2 separate regions of the Mus musculus genome follow, and region 1 is linked to region 2. A link is a contact called in public HiChIP or PLAC-seq data. All regions are on one chromosome and are shown on one strand. The core of a region is the stretch at or near the end of the contact, and the rest is flanking DNA. Distances in the headings are between cores, read along the strand shown. Region 1 has its middle 67 kb from the start of Gm26128. Region 2 overlaps Myocd (myocardin).

Evidence for each region. HiChIP or PLAC-seq counts read pairs in DNA pulled down with a chosen protein or histone mark.
Region 1: an H3K27ac HiChIP or PLAC-seq map of extraembryonic endoderm stem cells shows a contact between it and region 2, with 5 times the contacts expected there. The contact joins two enhancer-like sites. A contact is called at or near these places in 1 of 15 datasets of contacts at CTCF or cohesin (embryonic stem cells), 7 of 484 Hi-C or Micro-C datasets (the AML12 cell line, differentiating embryonic stem cells, embryonic fibroblasts and 1 more), 2 of 115 datasets of contacts at active chromatin or transcription factors (extraembryonic endoderm stem cells and trophoblast stem cells) and 2 of 9 other capture datasets (embryonic stem cells and embryonic trunk).

Annotation. Positions count from the first base shown.
Region 1 is chr11:65,555,933-65,562,133 of GRCm38.p6, reverse strand. No RefSeq gene overlaps it. Among named protein-coding and RNA genes, the nearest start is that of Gm26128, 67 kb to the left of the region's middle. Within about 2 kb of position 2,498, at least 1 of the 459 cell types and tissues checked has an H3K27ac peak or open chromatin away from gene starts, as enhancers often do. A contact at or near this core is called in extraembryonic endoderm stem cells, where this site is marked.
Region 2 is chr11:65,207,448-65,213,933 of GRCm38.p6, reverse strand. The region is part of intron 5 of Myocd (myocardin); the gene reads left to right. Among named protein-coding and RNA genes, the nearest start is that of Arhgap44, 48 kb to the right of the region's middle. RefSeq lists an enhancer at 3,477-5,079. Within about 2 kb of position 4,278, at least 37 of the 459 cell types and tissues checked have an H3K27ac peak or open chromatin away from gene starts, as enhancers often do. A contact at or near this core is called in extraembryonic endoderm stem cells, where this site is marked.

The sequences.
Region 1 (6,201 bases), core at 1,249-3,748, 350 kb before region 2:
AATTCCCATTATTAATTGTTAGCTACTAATTCTCTTACATTCCTTTAGAGGCTACTCTTAGTGACAAGGACGTTATCCCACTGAGTAAGAGTATAAACAGGTACTTGAATAATTTTTACTGTGAATGTTTCACATGAGTGTCCTCGTGTACTTTACTTTATAGATACTTAACCTCTGTGGTATCGTTATTGTGCTAAAAGGTATTTAGAGCCACTAAACATTCTCTTTCTAAAAACCTCTCCCTTGCCCCAACTTGTAGGTGTTCTGCTTCTTCTCAGTGGTACCATCTTGACGACCAGCGTTAGTGCGCATGTCTTTGAGGGACCTACAGATGCATATTGTAGCAGTTCTCGCTATTCGGTTCAGAAGTCATCGGTGAGTTCTATTAGTGATGCTCTGAGGGAGAAGTTATATTCTCTACACTCTCATTCTGAGCAGTTCTGTGAAGGTATACTTTCTTTGCTTTCATCCTAATTATGTGAATATCATTATATTTCTTGAATCTGTGGTTTGATGACTTCAGTTTAGAAAGCTTTGCTTCAAGAAGTTTTCTAAGGAAAACTTCACCCCTACTTTTTTTTTCCTTCTGAGATTTAAACTGCACATACATTGCATTCTCTATGGTCTGGCAGCACAGTTTTGTCCATTGTCCATTATCACTGTATTCTTTGCCTGTTGAAACCACTGATTGAACTATTAATGTCTCCTTCCAATTTTCCAGTGTTGTATTTTATACAAATGTTATTGAAATGTTCCTCACAGATGTCACCTCTCTCCTCTTCTTTCTGCCCTTTTCCTGTTTCACTAACATCTTTGTGTCAGTTGTTCTAGAAGTCACAGAAGACAACTTGTGTATCATCATTAGTTTGATTCTAATAACTACCTCTTCTTGGGTTCCTGGTCCTATAGCCTTATATCTCTGACATTTTCTGGCTGATTGTTGGACACTAAGTATAAAAAATTTTAAACCATCTCAGCCCCATTCTTTGACAAATTTGCCTCTGAGAACCTCAGCCCACATATGTTGATGAGGTAGCCAGTTCCTTGATTCACTTCTATCTGTGAGTAACCTTGAGTCATCTCCTGGCTACTTCTTATCTCTCTGACTCCTTTAAAGTAACCTGACAGGTTACTTTTTTTCCTTTACAAGATTTGTTGACTCTGTGTGGGAGATATAAGCTAGTGTATCCCAGCTAAAAGTAGAGAATCTTGAAGTCTTCAGACATGAGGTATAAAACCATTTCTGGAGTATGGTAGGTTCCTGATACCATAGACTTAGTGCCATTAATTCTATTTCCTTGTGCTTAAATATGACTATAGATTATATCTGACAGGAAAATTTTTGCTAAATTCCTCTTTCTTACAGTGCATGCATTTGTTATCTTTGAGAAAGCTACAGGGAAAATATGTAGACATACATACACACATACATACATACATACATACATACATACACACATACACACATACACACCCCCCTTGTAACAAAGTTATTCTACCTTAGGTCTTTTTAATTCTTCACAGTAGTGGAATAGTTTACATTTACCAAATTTCACTGTAGTTTTGGAAATTTTGTCTAGAAATAGATCTTGGGGCTTTCATTAATAAGGAAAGTAGTTGCTACTTCTAAAAATTATTTTTTTCATACAACATATTTTGATTGTTTTTCCTCCTCAACGCCTCCCAGATCCTTTGCACCCCTCCATCCATCCAACTTCATGTTCTTCCCCACTCACCACAAAACAAAACCAAAATCATAACATCCATCAGGTCATGGCAGGGAGAAGGGTCTGCATGCTGATTTTGTACAGTTGTGGGCAGATAGACTCTGTTTCTGAAAAGTATGTTCTATTTGGGTTTAGTCTTAAGTTGGATTTCCTAGTGGGACTATATTGGATGTGTATTCTTCATGTTTCTACTCATAAAAATGGGGCACCTCTTTGATGGAATTATAGTCATTTGTTGACTAGTTTATCGATTTAACGCGTGGCATTTCAGAGTTGTGTGTAGGTGTTCCCTGCCGTGAGGCTGGCTGGGCAGACCCTGCTGTGTGAATGCAGAGTGAGGAGAAATGCCGCTCCCTAAAATGGTAGAGTTCTATTGTCCGAAATCTTCAGCAGATTGCCTTTCCCAGCATGGGTGACCTGTCAGATGGCAGGGATGCACAGGGCAGAGTGCTAAAAAGGGAGAGAGGAAGGCTTAACAACAACAATGGCACAACCCCAAATCAAAGATAAAAAACAAAGCAAAAAACCCAACAACAATACAAGGGGAAACTCCCAAGCCCGTGTCCCAGGACACTTCTCAGAAATGAGAGGGAAAGCCATATAACAAGGCAGTCCCACACAAGACGATGGATTTCTCTCTGCTAATTGCACTTGTTTTTACTGTGGTCAGGTTTAAAAAAAAAGTTTCTGTGCTAACTGTCAACCTCCTATAGAAACTAAGCAAGCAGCCAACCAGAAGGCTCCTAAAAATGCCTCCCTTTCCTTGAGAGCCCAGTGTAGGTCTTTTGGAGAAAAACAGCAGAAGCCACCTCCTTGGGAATTCCCCTTGCTTAACACTGGGTCCTCTTTCTACCCAGAATGCCATTCGATTACTTAGTAAGTACAAGACCTGTATGAAAGACAACTTAGACAAGCTATGCTTTTGAGGATTTCCAAGGGTGAGTCAAACCAACTATACTTCATACTTGCCCCCATTCAACGGCAGCAGTTAGGAAGTCAGCCTGAGCTGGGGTGGCTAGTTATAGATAAATCTCTAAATTTTTATTTTTATTTTTATTTATGGTGTGTGTGTGCTTGTGTGTGTATGTATTCATAGACATGCATATGTGGGTACACATGTGTTATGCATATGTGTGGAGTCTTAAGTTCGATGTGGAGCATCTTCCTTAATTGATCTCTACCTCAGTTTTTGAAGCAGAGACTTTCACTGAACCTGGGGCTCACCAACTAGGCTAAACTGCCTGGCCATGGAGCCCTAGGGACCCCCCTGTTTCTACCTACCCAGTGCTAGAAGCACAGGTGCACACTGTTGTGAATAGCCTTTTCACACCGGTGCTGAGGATCTAACCCAGGCGCTCATATTCATACAGCTATGATGAACTTCATAATGAACTTCATTAACCAAGCCACCTTCTCAGCTCCCAATAAACCTCTGTGAAAATACCTTTGAGCTCATCTTCTGTTCCTCTTGAAACTGACATCTATAAAGTTATTGGGTATCCATTACTGGTAGTGTGTGTGTGTGTGTGTGTGTGTGTGTGTGTGTGTGTGTGTGTGTGTGTGTCGTGTGTCTGTTTTAAGAGTGGCTAGGTGTGGCCTTGACTTGGTCTGCTTAGGTTCTGTACAGAATAAGAGTTCCTTGTACCTATGGTGGGAGTCAGAAAGAATTTTACAGCCTTGTCATTAACCTAATTGATGATGGTATTGCCATCTTTTAAAGGAGTTCCCATGTTTAGGTGGCTTTTGGAATAAAGGAAAAACTTAGAGAGTTAGGAAAAGACACTGAAGATAAGAATAAGTCCCTCATAGCATCTGCATCATGGTACCCAGGTCTCCTCTCTGGCTGCTCTGAGCAAAGCTACTTCAGTTAACTTTGGTGGGGGATGGGAGGGACTGTTGTTTTCCTCGACTCTTCCAGAGAAATTTCATACATATTTTGCTTAGTGTGTCAGCCTGTGCATCTGGGAAGTATAATGCGTTCTTGGCGCCACAGCCCTTTGTGACGTCTGTCCATTGCCTCTTGCAGAAGGAACAGGGGTTGAGTTTGTCTATTTAGAGTATTGGATATTTTGGTGTCTATTATTTAGAAAGTTGTGATTGGGATCTCTCTTCAAGCTGAGATTATTTTTGTCTCCAAATAATCAAAGCCAGACTCCCCACAGGAGGCTGCAGGCTGTGGCTGGTGCTCTTGGATGGAACCAGGATGCAAACCTCATCCCCACATTAGGAAGGAGAAGGGGATGGAAGGGGGGTAATTGTTCCAGAGAGGTTTACCCTTATGGTTTTGATGATGGATATGGAAAAGCTGGGAAGGCAAATAAACTTTCTCTGGGACAAACGACATAAAACTATAGCTTCTTTTTCAATGTTTTGCCTTCATTCTGGAAAGGGAGACGACAAATTAGACACTAAAGTTTACAAGCACAGAAACCTAGTTTCTAACCCACTGTGTGTGATTTTGTAAATAAAACTACAACAACAATAAACCTATTAAATGGTCATTTATTTCCTTCTAGATCACAGACCTGAGGGTTTCTAATCTAAACACGATGAGGATACAGTTTCAATAGTAACACACCTAGTAGTGCCATTATCTTTGGTCTCCATTCTTCTACTTACCAAGATGATGTCAGTATTCATAGTCAGATCCATATTGCCTAAGTAGCCTGTGGACACTGATACTGAGCACTAAGCTTTTGCACCACCATCCAGTGTATGCACCATGCCTACATTCACCTTGAGACAAGTCTGTCTCCTCCTCACTTTCCCCATGGAGATGCTCTGACTTTCATGGATAGAGCTTATGCTCGAAGCCCATGCAGTCTAGATGCAGATCTGGACCATGATCACCTAGCGCCACTGGATATTGAACTCCCTCACTTGGCTTGCACACACACTCGTAGCTGGCGCTTCAAATCTGGGAGCCCAAATTCATGGATCCAACCTGTTGTAGGGTGTAAACATTGGAGAAACAGTACCATCTATACTGAACATATACAGACTTATTCCTTCTTAATATTATTATTCCTTAAACAATATAGAATAGCAACCATCTACATACCTTACTCCTTGTTAGAAGTCCTTTGTAGATAATTTAAAGTATAGATGATATACAAACATTATGGCACCTTCTATGAAAGCACCTCTGGATTTTGGTATTTATGGCAGCATGTGTCCTGGAGTCTATCTATGGATAGAGAGGGGCTGTGCTAGTCTTTGTTCAGAATTTTCTAAGGCAACCTCTCTGTCTAACTCTCTCTGTAGGCACAGACCATCCAACTTTCATGGTGGAGCTGAGGTAAGCCTTTTTCCACCCCGGGGCAATGTGTTCCTCTTCAAGCTTCTATGAAGGCTTGTGAACAGGATCCTTCATCAACTCAAGGCCTTGTTCCCCCTTAGTGTAGTTTACAGGATACGGCTTCTCCTGAGTGAGGTTAGAAGTTCTCTGAGAACATGTCTCCATCTTCCACGCTTCCACGTTGTCTACTTGCTCATGTGAAGGAGAATTCCTGACAAGAAGCTGTGTCTGCAGACGCTGAGTGATGGAGTGTTGCAGACCTAGAGCCTAATTACCTTGGGTGAGCATTAACCATTTCCTGCACCTTCTCTGTGTCTGACTTTCTATTCTGTTACTAGCAAATGTAACATCCAGAAAAATAGAACAATTTCTGGAATATATTAACATTGCCCTAGTTTTCCACCAGTCAAAGGGCTAAGGGTATTATCAGACAGAATTCAAAGCCTGTGGCTGAGATTCTCCCCATCTTGTTGTAAGCTGCTGCACATATATTTCCACTAATGTATTTTATTAAAGCCTTGATTTATGACTGTCTCTGTTCTGTCACCATAGAAATGTTCTGTCACCCTTCCACATTGTAATAATGGAGCTTGAGGTAACCTGAGAAAGGGGGGAATGCTAATTAAATACCATTAAGTAGAATGGCTTGCCCTAAGTGCAGGGTCACTTTCACATAGGTGTCAAAGTTATAAAACCTGCCATTAAATTCTGAGGTGCAAAATAGTGGAGGCTTGTGAGGAGCCAAGAGTAAGAGAAATGGAGAATGAGTCAAAAGCCATGAAAAGCTGAAACTGAAATGGTCCAAGGGGGGCGTTGTGATGCACCTGGAGTATGCTCCCAGGAGAGCTACAGACTGAATTTGCAGGAGCAGAGTCACCTCATTGAGGGTTCATGACAAGATACAACCAGCTATTGGCTCTGTCTGTGTCTAAGAACCATCTCCAGATCAAAATGACATCATGAGTCCTGGCCACCATAGCCTGTGCTCTGGAGGAATCGTCCCTATTAAATAAGTGACTTTAGAGATTGACAGTAAAGAGTCAAGGGACAAATCAGAGCAGATAGTCAAGAACACGGAGGAAGGGACACACACGTAAGGCCAACCTTTAGTGGGTTTCTAAGAATGCGGTAAGTACGTACGGTATGGGATGAGCATCTGAACAGACAGATTGGCAA
Region 2 (6,486 bases), core at 3,029-5,528:
GGTGCAGAGGCACAGATCTATAGCCCGAGCACTGGAGAGGGAGAGACAAGAGGATCCCTGAAGCTCACTAGCCAGTAGGTCTAGCCAAATCAGCAAGCTCCCGTTTCAGTGAGAGACCCTGCCTCAAAATATAAGGTACAGGGTGATGGATGAAGAATCAATGCTGATAGCTCCTCTCAACTCACACACTCCATACATATACACAACAAGCACACACACACACACACACGCACACACGCACACACCACAAAAAATAGCTAGATGCTGAAGACTTACTTAACAATCATCAGGAGCCCACCAATAACTTACACTGAGTTCCAACTGAGTCCTGAAGGAAGGGAGCCAGGGGCAGTAATGGAAAAAAAGTTGGTTAAATTCCAAAAACAGCTTATAGTGTGACTTCCAAGTAGAGGAGTCTCAAACCTTAGTTCTTCTCAATTAAGCACACTGATAGAACCATTTTTTAAATTCCATAACTAGAGAAGACATATTTTTTCTGTTTATTTTTGTTTATCTATTTACTATCTATTTATCACCTAATTATCACCTATCTACCATCTATCTACCATCTATCTATCTATCTATCTATCTATCTATCTATCTATCTATCTATCATCTATCTATCCATCCATCCATCCATCTATCTATCTATCTATCTATCTATCTATCTATCTATCCATCCATCCATCCATCCATCCATCCATCCATCCAACTATCTTAGCTTTTTTTTTTTAAGACAGGGTTTCTCTGTGTAGCCCTGAACAGTCCTGTGTAGCTGTGCTAGAACTTGCTCTGTAGATCAGGTTGCCCTTGAACTCAGAAATCCACCTGCCTCTGTCTCCTGAGTGCTAGAATTAAAGGTGTAGGCCACTACTGTCGAGGTGACAAACATAATCTTTGAGGGATTAAAAAAAATAGGTAATGGTTATCACAGGAAGTTTGGTTCTGGTGAGCCACGAGTGAGTGAGTGAGTGTGTGTGTGTGTGTGTGTGTGTGTGTGTGTGTGTGTGTGTGTGTGTGCAGGATCAGGTTATGTTTGCAGACTGGGTCATATCTTTGGTGTGAAGTGGGCTTGTGAGAGACAGGGGAGGTCAGAACTCCATTGGAAGACTGATAGGCTTGTTTTTAAGAGCTGATGAGCTGGAAATAAGTCCTGCATTTGAGTGTATGAAAAGAGAGTCTGATATGGCCAGCATTGAATGCTCATTGATTACCCTGTGACACATGGGTTTCTCTCTTGAGCAAAGTTAATGATGTCACTGCTCATTAAGGCAGGAATACAGTGGAGAAGTGAGGTGGGAAAAGTGACAAATTCTTGTTCTAACTGCTGACTGTGAGGGGCCCATCAATAATGCAAAACCAGACACTCAGCATCACCCTCTGGTGGCTCTTAGTTCAGAAGAAAGCACACACAAGCAAATCTTCAACACATATGGGAATCTAAACTGATGGACTACATAAGATTGCCTTTCCATGCATGCATTTCTTCCTAATAGCTATTGACTCTCTTCTAATGTGCCAGACTCCACTGGAAACACTCCATCAATGATCAGAACTTGCAAGTGTGTTAACTATCATAGTCAAAGCTGCTAAGTGTGTTAGCAGTTCAGGATATGGCAAGCGATGCATAGAAAGAGCAGAGAAATAAACTCGGGACTATTGTATGGTAGGGAATCTGTGCAGAATAAACAAGGGATAGCTGAAGAAGACAGCTACAGATATATTTGTTTTAGTTTAAGAAAATCCCAGAAGTGGGTGCCAGCAGACAATAGAACACGTGTCCCTCCATCCCTGTGCCCCCTTCTGAGCTTATGGGCCTCACAAGCAAATGGCCATACACTAGGAAATATCACAAGGCTGCCTGGAGTCCAGCTGTAGAAACAGCAGCTAGAGCCCTCACAGCAGCAGAGATGACCCAGCCATTCTCTGGCCCATTACTCCTGGGGACCACATTCCCTCTGTGGCAAGGCGGGGATGAGCTTGTGTGGTGTTTTCTGTCAGCCCCACAGCCTCTGTGTATTTCCTCTTCTTCGTGCACGTGCCGTTCCAGTTGTGTTTATACATTGTGGTTCTCTCTCCAGCTGTGTTTCTATGTTCCTCCCAGACTTGAGAGGCCTACTGGGACGTTGTCTCCCTCCCTCCAGGATTAATCAAAGCCTAAGATAGAATGATCTAGAACCTTTCTTAACACAAGCAAGGACATTTTGACAGTGAGCCTTCCCGCCTGGGCTTTTCCTACCACAGACTTTTCTTTCTTATTGGATGCCAGCTACTGATCCCCTGCCTGACTTGTGAGTGTCTTCTCTGAATATGGTTTTAGAGACTCCAGCTGGTCTCATTCTCATCTCTCTGGAATGGCATACTGTACAGGAAGACAAAGCTCAGGCTCTTGCGGCCACCACTCAGAGGACATCTGGTTGCCTATCATCCTTTTGTGAAAAACTTCATCATGTCAGGACATGGCTTATAACCAACATGATATTCATGGGACTGATAACTTCTCTACAGAATGCAGAATGGCCTTGTTATGTTTATGAGTGGTCGTTATTACTCAGATGTTCCTCAGTACTGAGAGCCCTGGGTTCTTCTCACATGTAAATAGTTTCTAATCACATGATCATTAAACAGTTTCTTCACAGGATGCCAGTATCCCTTAGCTCCAGAGGAAGCAGGGTTTTGTCCATAGGTTTGACTCCTGGCTTGAGGCAAACCAAACCCAGCTGGATTCCTCAAAGAGTGGGAGGACCCTGAGCTCCAGCTACAACTGAAAGGTTTCTAACCTTGTCTTTGGACTGGACCAGGTTTTCCATCTAAGTCAGCACTTCAGTTTCCATTCAACCAGTGTTTTAGAATATGTAGCTCTGTTGTCAAAAATAAATTCATTTTATCACCATAACCTTTAAATATAGAAACCAATGTGTGACCCACCAAGGCCATCCATTTCCAGCTGTCATGTATCTGAAGGCCTCTTTATTCAACATATCTTGGTCTGTGACCCACAGGCTTTACCTCAAAATCAACCTCTTCAGCTCACTCAGAACCCGGTCCATGTTCAGAGACCAAGGAGTTTTGACACTGATCATGCATTTTAAAGGCAGATATACAATAACAATGGCCCTGTGCCAGATGGTAGGGTTGTTTGCCTTGGCATGCCTTACTTTCTCACGGACAAAATTCTACCATTCCACAATGAGAAATCACTTCCAAAGTACAAACGATCCTTAGGGGAAAGAAATCCACCATGGCATGTATGTCAAATGTTTTTCTGAAGAAAAACTCTGGGAAAAGTAGGGTAGGATTCTAAAATGGGGGAGCTGGCAGATTTGGGGGAGAAAGGGTGGGTGCTGAGGGAAGAAAGTGGCCCTCCGATTCTGCAGGGCTGCCTGGTGACCTGAATGCCATCAGTCCTGCGGAACCCACCTCAGTACTGCTGAGAGATGGGCAGTTGGAGTTGAGGATATCTTGCAAGATCCCTGTGGGGTAGCAGGAGGTATTGACAGGTGACACAGGGACATTGAGTGGCTGTCCCATAAGGGAAGAAGGAGACCAGGGGAGTATATCATGTTCATACTGGATAATATTCTTTGACTCTAGTATTTGACCTCTAGAACTGACACGTAATACATATACATAGTAGCTAGCACTTCTGATTTATGAAGATCTGGTCAAGAGACACAAGAGGAGTTTCTGAGGTGTCACAGATCTGAGGAAAGGGAACCCTGGGTACCAGTTCACATCCATTTTATAATGAAGACTACTGATGTCCTTTGAGAGAAGTTGAGTTCTCTCAAGTAGAGGAACCACCAGGCCATAGACTATAGTATATTGTTGGATCTCATCAAGTCTCCTTGACAACAGGCAAGATTAAACAACATCTACATCTATGTGAATGACCTGTGGCACTCACCCTTGGAAAACAGATATTGCTTCATTTTCATTCTGAAGAATGTTAGGGATGGTCAGTCAGTCTGTCCCCAAATAAAAACAGCTCCCCTGCCCTTCAGGACACTAACTTGGAGGTAGAACATCAGGCGGTGCCCTCTCCCATTGCGCCCGACCCTTCCTTCATAGCCCTGGGTGCAGGTTCTAGGGAGAGAGTAACTAGGCCTCCAATTATCTCATTTAATCTTGGAATGTTAAACGTGCGTACACAGGAAAGTACAGCTGACTCATTCATCTAATCACTTCCAGGGAATGGGGGAGTTGAGGTCCCAAGGGGGCAGTGCCAAGAGCCAGTCCTGTGGGCATAGCCGGAGGATGATGTCAGGGCTTCTCAGAGCAGGTCCTTGTCATCACACTGCCTGACGTGTCTGGAGGGACAATAGCCAGCACTCTGCTCTCCAGCAGCTCCCAGCCAGCCTCTTGTCGTGGGAGATTGGAGCAGAGGCCCAGGGTCACAATGCAGTGCAATCAATGTGAATGTTCCACAGGGACACAGATAAGGTGACCAGAAGGTGACCTGTGTCCCTCTCTGCAGCAGCGTGGCTTGAACCAGCAAAGAGGGTGGCCTGCCCTGAACAAAGTTTCTCCTTACCCTAGGAAAGCTGACTCCTTGTTTTCCCAGAATGAGCCTCTCTGGACAAAAGAGTTTCCTCACCGTGGAGTTGCACTGGGCCTTTAAGAGGCTGACCACAAAATAAACTGCTTCCGGGGTGGTCCTTTTGTTTTTGATAATGGTAAACTTGAGAATGGCAGATGCTTCTAAACAAAAACAGTATCAGCCACCAGAATAGCTAGACATGACTGAAAAGTTCACGTCAGGCCGTGACTCGGTGCTGTGGGGATATTATTTCCTGAAACCTAGAGTGGTAGGTCCATTCATTATTCCCACTTTACAGAGGGGGAAACTGAGGCCCTCTGAAGTAATAGAACCAAGAAAAGAAAAGTGCCCCAAGTGTTTCCAACTCTAGAACCCATGAGGGCCTTAAGCGTCTTGTGAAAGTAGGTGGTGGTGGTGGTGGTGGTGGTGGTGGTGGTGGTGGTGGTGGTGGTGGTGGCGGCGGCAGCTCTGAGGGATTCCTCTGTAAGCCTGAAGAATTGCTGTGTGAAGGCTCCCTGTCCCTCCCTTCCTCTTCTGCCCAGAGAGTGACAAACCCAAACAACTTGCAACCCTGAAGGTGATGAAACTGGGGTGGCCCATATGATGGCACAGTCCTTAGTGGTCCTCAAATGTACCTGTTGGCAGAATCTGAGCTGGCCACATCATGTTGTCTGGGTACCAGACATCCATACCATCTGGGGCTGTGGCACTCACCCTGCTCCTTTGTGTGGATGTGAACAAGTTCTGAGTGCTCTGTTTCATGTACTTGTGACTTGTGGCTTAAGCGGGGAAACTCTGAGTTGGTAGGTTTGATGGTATAGGATGTGGATTCTAGAATAATTCTCTCCTCTAGCTAGTAGAGTTTCTTCTTTCCCTCACTACACCAATTCTGTTTATCGGTCCCTCTTGTGTCTCTTCCTCTCTCCACCACCATCCAAGTCCCTGCACCCTTCTGTTGTCCTGCCCATAGCTGACAGTCATTTCAGGTTCCACCCAAGCCCCCTCCTCTCCGGGAGTTCTTAGACAACTTTACATCACCAGCTCTTCTGTCTAACTGCTGTGGACACTCTCCAGGCCACATTTCTTTGACAGATTCTCTTATTATCCCAGGGAGATACACACACAACCTCTCTCCCTACTTTCAGCCTCTTTACCATATCTTATCTGATCACCTCTGCCCCTCTTGAAGTGTGAAAGGTGCAAGTGGAAGAAATAGCTGAGGACCTGCTCCCTTCAGACTTTAGGGGAAAAAATAGAACTGATTACAGAAAGTTGTTCCTCCATACCCACAGGGGCTTAGTGCCAGGATCCCTCACAGATGACATGCTCGGGATTCTCGAGTCCCTCCTGTGAAACGAAATACTATTCGCACATGATCCACGCTCATTCTCCCTTTATGTCAATCACCTATCTACTAGCTGCCATGCTTAATTCCACACAAACACTGTGTAATGCTATATGTACTGCAAGGGGAAGGGGGTAATAGCAAAAACAACGCCTGTAGATGTTCAGAACAGAAGCAATTTTGTCGGTCCTAGTCAATGCCAAGAATGTGGAACCTATAGACAGCAAGCTGATACCATCTATTCCCTTATTCTAGTGACCTGGCTTGAGGTCACCACTTGCCAGCGGGCAGTGCGTCAGGTCAATGGGGGCATCTTCAGTGTATGTGTACCGAGGCAGATCCTTTGCTTCCCTAGTGTGTTCTCCACCCTCCAACCGAGGCAGGCTGATGATTCTCCCTTAAATAACAAGTGGCTCCTCCCAAGGGCTTCGTGGCTAACAGGGAGGGTGGTTGGTTTAGCCACCTTCTTCTGTAAAGTGACTCTGGGGGTCCAAAGGCTGGGAATCCACTCCCAGTTCTGTCATGAAACAGTTGTAGAAAACAGAACTTTCCATATCCTCACCAGCCAGAGTGGAGAAAATGCTTGGCTCCCCATGGCTGT